Linked DNA regions of Sus scrofa: region 2 is linked to region 1. A link is a contact called in public Hi-C data. All regions are on one chromosome and are shown on one strand. The core of a region is the stretch at or near the end of the contact, and the rest is flanking DNA. Distances in the headings are between cores, read along the strand shown. Region 1 holds the start of MED26 (mediator of RNA polymerase II transcription subunit 26). Region 2 holds the start of CHERP (calcium homeostasis endoplasmic reticulum protein).

Region 1 (2,700 bases), core at 31-2,530:
CTTTCCCCCCACACACGGAAGGGGGCAGGGAAGATCCCTCTACAAACAGCAGCCTGGGTAGAGGAGCGTCTGAGAAAGCAACACCCTGAGGTTAACCCGGATGGTCTAGGTCACAAACCAACAGGCTGGGACCCCAGGTAGGGGGAAGAGACAGCTGAAGGAGGGCTATGGGGGGAATGGGAGAGAAAACAATCACCTCTAATTCACTACCAAAAAGCGGGGCTCTGGCTTGGTCAGAGACGCAGTGAGTACTCAGGCCCAGAAAGGTAAAAGAATCCACTCTCCACAAGATCGTCTTCCGTCAGCAGCGACCCCAGGAGGGATCCTGCAAAGACATGTTCACTCTCAGAACCGAAGAGGACTCTTTACGCGCCCTAGGCAGCCGGCTAGGGGCAAAGCAAGTCGAGGGATTCTCTCCGAAGCCGGGAAGGTGCTTCCAGCCGGGAGGAAAGCGAAGGACTTCCCGATCACCCAGAAGGCCGAGACACTGGCGACACGGGATCCCCGAATCATACCCCGGACACCAGTTGCTCCACAGCCTTTCCCTCTCCCCTCCCCCGCGCCGGGAGGGCTTCCCGGGGGTCGGGGGTCTCCCGGGAAGGAAAAGGCAAGCGAGCTCTGTCAGTAGCAGCAAGGGTCGAAGAGCTGGAGCGGGAACTGAGGAAAAGCTCTGGTCTCAGCTCCCATCTGCTCCCTCCGCCCAGGCCTCACGAAAGCCTCGGCCTCACGTACCGAACGCCGCCGGGCTGCCCGACCTGCCCCGACCCGGGCCCGAGGGGCGAGAGGCCGAGATGGCAGCGGCCCTTGGGGGCAGGTGAGCGTCCGACGGGTCCCCCAGAACCCGGCAGGAGAGAGGCAGTAGGGAGGGGGAGGGTCCCGGGCCCACGCGGCCTCCACCACAGCCCGTGCCGTGGACACTTACGTTGCTCTGGGGGTCGATGGCCTGCAGCAGCCGGTCCCTGATCTGCTGCGGAGACGGCGGAGCCGCTGTCATTGCCTGGGCGAGGCGGGGGGGGAGCGGCCGGGCCAGCGGGCGGGCGGGCTGAGGTGGGGGACGGGGGTCACTCACTCGCCGGCCTCCGGGAGCGGAGCCTCATGTTCCCCGCGGCGCCGGAGAAAGTGGGGGCGCGCGGGGTGGCAGAGGGGGAGCCGGGGCCGGGGCTCAGGCCCGGGGCGCCGCCGCCACCGGAGGAGGAGGAGGAGCCGCCGGAGCCTCTGCCGCTGCTGCCGCCGCCTCGAGAACCAAACTCCAGTGAGCTACCCTCGCGCGGAGCACTCTGGGTAACCCGCGCCGCACGCAGCGTCGGCGCCACGCTGAGGAGGTTGGGAGATGGGGCGGGCAGAGACGCCGAACCTGGGCGGGGCCACGCGCGGGCCCGGCCCCATACCCATACGCATGCGCGCGCAGGCGCACTCGCCCCACCGCTTGGTTCCTCCCCGCCGCCCGGCCAAGGGAGCCGTTGGGAGGCGGTTGGGCGGGGCAACGGCCACCGCCTGCAGGCCCCGCCCCCGCCCCGGCTTGGGGGCCGAGGTCTCCGACCGAAACGCTAGGTGGGCGCCGAGTCCTTGAACTCCGGCGCTGTGGGAGGCCGTATCAGAGCAGCCGAAGGACCTCTCCTCGGGGAGAAAAGCTTTCCCTGTTCTGATGGAGGTGATGGAAATCGCGGGCAGGAGAAGCTGCCAAGTTTTCTGAGCCTGGGGTCTTTCACAAGCCCTCTATTTGCGTTTCTGAGGGCCAGGGGAGCAGACTTCCCCGTAGTGAATTTGTGCGTGTAAGGGTCAGTTGAGCGTGCGGGAACACTCCAGCCCCTCCCCCTCCAGAGGGCGTTGATACGAGCACGGGTCTGCAGCGCCTCGGGCCGGGATCCCGAAAATGTGCGATAGCCAAGCGCCCCGCATGGGAGCCGCCGCCCCAGCTAGGAAAGCCCCAAAGCCAACCCCTGAGCTGACACCAGCGTTGCAAGCCTGTATCTACGCCAAGCTCGCAACGTTGGAGTCAACCTGCCCAGACATTTGGGGCTGGGATCACTCTGTTGTAGGGCCTGTCTTGTGCATTGCATGATGTTCAGCAGCATCCCTGGTTTCTACCCACTAGATGCCAGTAGCACCCTTTTCCCCCGCCTGGGACAGCCAAAAATGTCTCCAATCACTGCCAGAGGTCCCTTGGCTGGCAAAAATCGACTCCTGTAGAGAATCCCTGGTTTAAAAGAAAGACCCTTCAGTCCTCATTCTCTCAATCTCCACTACAAAGAAGGAAACTGAGGCCCAAGGTCATCCAGAGTTCTAGGTCAAGCCCAGAATTGTTAACTGTCAAGTCTAAGCCGACCCCCGCGCCTTCTTTCATTGCTGTCTCCTCTGGAAGCTCTGCTAAATACTCAGTTATGTGACGGGATGAAAGGGCAGGCTGAGTGGATTATTAGTCGCAGCCTCGGGAGAAATAACTTTTTTCGTTTGTTACAGGAAGACCTAGATTTAAAACAGGAGAGAGGCAGCTGATGAAAACCACATGTGCGCCTTGGATCTGTGCTACACCTGTTAGTCTTGCATTTGTCATGTTTCTGGGAAGCATTTTTATTTACAAAAACGGCTGTTTCCACACGTGGTTGTGGTTGCCTGCTTCTGCACATGTGAAAACTTTTACATCACCCTTGTAGGAGAAAATAAATATGGGCAAATAATTTACTCTCTCTCCTAGAATGA
Region 2 (2,910 bases), core at 250-2,749, 79 kb before region 1:
CCAGATCAAACCCGACCCTGTCGACACACATCAAAACTCCAGCCATGCTGGGCTGCTCACAACACACTGTGTTTGCAAACGTGATGACTGAGGTTTCTTTCCGCTCTCAAAACACACTGTGCTTGTTCAAGCCATTGAACCTTTGCTGTGTCCTATGAACTCTTTATTGAACACCTACTACGTGCTACCTATTAGGCACAACAATGCCAAACAAGGCCCGGTTGGCCGTGGGGAACTTGTAGTTCAGGGAGCATCCACCTTTCAATGTCCATCTACTTGGCAATCTAGAACACAACATATCTGGAAGCTAAGGATTCACTACTGAACAGGGCAGATGTGGGTTCAGGGATCTTTACTACCTGGTGATTATCTGTTATTCAGAGACCAACTGTGTTAACCAACCCCATCTTAAGCTCTTTTAGAAGAGGGTTGGAATTTTGATACCAAGAACTAATACCCACGAAACAACTCATTTTTGATCTAGGCTACAACCATCTTAAAATGCACAAAAACCTCGCTGGACAGTATTTGCCCCAAGGGTCTCACCCAATCTGGCTTCTACTACTTCCTCCCTGGAAACCGCTGAAGTAGTCACTACCTTCCTGACCTCAGTCATCACGTTTGCAAAACAAGAGTAAACCCTGATCTGGAGCCCAGCAAAAGGATCGATAACCCCGTTCTCCATTACACTGGGACCCAGCTGCCGCACGGGTGCAGAGCCCCGGGAACAGCGAATGGGACCGTGAAGACCGAGCTAATCCATATTCCCAGAAGAACAAGCGATTTAAAAAAAGGCGGTCTGTGGCAGAGCCCGAAATGGAATCAGAAAGGAATCGCTGGAGAGGACGGCCGGAGAGCAAGAGAACTCACGCTGCTGCTGCTCCAGCGCCAACTTGCACTTATAGTAACTGTAGAACTCTCCTCCGAACAGAAACGAAAATTTTGGGTTGTCCTTCTGCTTCTCCATCGTCATCTTTTCAAATTCGGGCCCATTCCGAGCCACGAACTGGGCCAGCTTGTCGATGACATTTCGGAGCTCCTGGTCTGGAGGACGGAGAAAAGGCCACGCGGGGCGTCAGCGAGAACCGCCCAAATTCGGGGGCCCTGTCGTCCCAGCCCGCGTCTGCTGGGCCGGGGGTCCCTAGGGGTGGGTCCGGGAAAGGCCGCCTTTGTACGGGTCCCGATAGGGGCCAGAAGCGCGCCGAGAATGCGGGAACCCGCGGGAGAGGCCGCAGGCGGACCCCGGAGGCCGAGCCCCGCCCCCTCCTAGGCCCGGGGACCCCGGGAGGCGAGGTAGGCCAACAGGGGATTCCGGGGAGAGAGAAACAGCCTTCGAGCCCAGGCTGGGCCTCACCATCAGGCGGCAGCGGCATCTCCATGGCTCCAGCCGCGGGGAACGTCCTCCGGCGCCTCACGATCGCCCACCAGGGCCGTCTGCGGAAGCCGGCCGGAAGTGGCGCGAGGGAGCCTTTTACGACTGGCTTCGCGCGCTGCTTCCGCCCGCCACTTACGGCCGTCGCCAGGAAACCCCGGAAGTGAGGAAACGAGGCAGGCGGGAAGAAGCCGCGAGGGGCCGAACGCACGGAGGGGCGAGCACCACGCACGCGCAGGGGCTTTCCCGCGCATGTGCGGAATGGACTTCTGTAGCGCGACGCGAGGGAACGGCTGGAACGGTGCAGGCGGCCGTTAGCTGCTCTTGGGGCGTTTTCCCACGTTACGTGTTGCAATGCGAGGACTTGGGCAGTAGATTCTTCCGTAGGACTAGGGGCCCTGGGGAGTTACTGCGCTAGTCAGTGCCCTATTTTCTCCCAGCGAGGCGGCGGTGCGGAAAATACGAGGTGAGGTGCGTCCAGGAGGCGCCTGGGCTGCGGCGCCGGTCACATCCTCCCGGGCTCGTCCGGATGTAAAAGTAGAACTGGGAGGCTACAGGCGTGGCGGGGATGGAACAGGGCTTATCGAGGTTCAAAAGTTTCTCCTGCTGTGCTTCTTTTCTTTAATCCAACTCTTTGATAAAGAAGACTTAGGGCGAGGGGACACCTCCACCTCTACTCCCTCCGTTTTCAGAAGCCTTTCAGAGCTCGCGTGGCTTCTGTGTAGTCATTCAAGCGGGTGCCGGGCCTTCTAGGCTGCGCGGTCAGAAAGATGCACCTTGAAATACGCAGTTATGTTACTTATGAAACTTTGAGGAGTTCCCACTGTGGCGAAACGGGATCTGCAGCGCCAAGACACAGATTGGATTCCCCGGCCGGGCTCAGTGGGTGAAAGAATCCGGCTTAGTTGCCCCAGCTGCAGCGTAGGTCACAACTGCAGTTCAGATTTGATCCCCGGGCCCATATGCCCCGGGGCGGCCAAAAAAAGTGAAATAAAACGATGGTAAAGTTAACGCTTGCTAATTGCGGGGAAAGATAGCAAGGAACAGCAAACGTTAAAGAAACGTAGACTTGTGACTTCCCTCGCAATCTGAACGCTTTTGGGATTACCATTGTTAACATTAACACTTAGTTGGCGGTACCTCCCTACTCTGAAAACGGTGTTGGGGTGTTTTAGATACATTTTTTAAATTGTTACTTAGTTTCTCCATCTGACGTTATAGATTGTCTCCTGTATCCCAAATAGTATTCTTAGACTAGAGGCTGGCAAACTTTTTCTATAAAGGGCCAGATAGCAAATATTTTTGCTGGCCAAGACCCAAAATCAAGGATATTATGTAGGTGTTTGGCCAAGAGCCAAAATCAAGGATATTATGTAGGTGCTTGGTGCTTATATAACCAAAGAGAAAAATGTGCATAACACTTTTTAGTGGTAGAATTTATAAATAGAGTGTTACAAATACAGGTCTGAATGGAAAGCTTTTGGGGGATTCCAAGTCACTCTTTCCTGTCATTAACTGATTCTAAATGTCACCTGCAA

What was found. A called contact is a pair of places that touch in the nucleus more often than the background predicts.
Region 2: a Hi-C map of liver shows a contact between it and region 1, with 4 times the contacts expected there. The contact joins the promoter of CHERP here to the promoter of MED26 in region 1. A contact is called at or near these places in 6 of 47 Hi-C or Micro-C datasets (blood, brain, embryonic fibroblasts and 2 more) and 2 of 2 datasets of contacts at active chromatin or transcription factors (alveolar macrophages and skeletal muscle).

The regions. Positions count from the first base shown.
Region 1 is chr2:60,982,813-60,985,512 of Sscrofa11.1, reverse strand. It overlaps MED26 (mediator of RNA polymerase II transcription subunit 26), which reads right to left and starts at 1,280. Exons shown (of 3, transcript XM_003480761.4): 1 at 923-1,280. The coding sequence starts at 994. It overlaps LOC102160178 (a long non-coding RNA gene), which reads left to right and starts at 1,445. Exons shown (of 2, transcript XR_301790.3): 1 at 1,445-1,651; 2 at 2,461-2,682.
Region 2 is chr2:61,061,549-61,064,458 of Sscrofa11.1, reverse strand. It overlaps CHERP (calcium homeostasis endoplasmic reticulum protein), which reads right to left and starts at 1,499. Exons shown (of 17, transcript XM_021083582.1): 1 at 1,355-1,499; 2 at 871-1,044. The coding sequence starts at 1,379.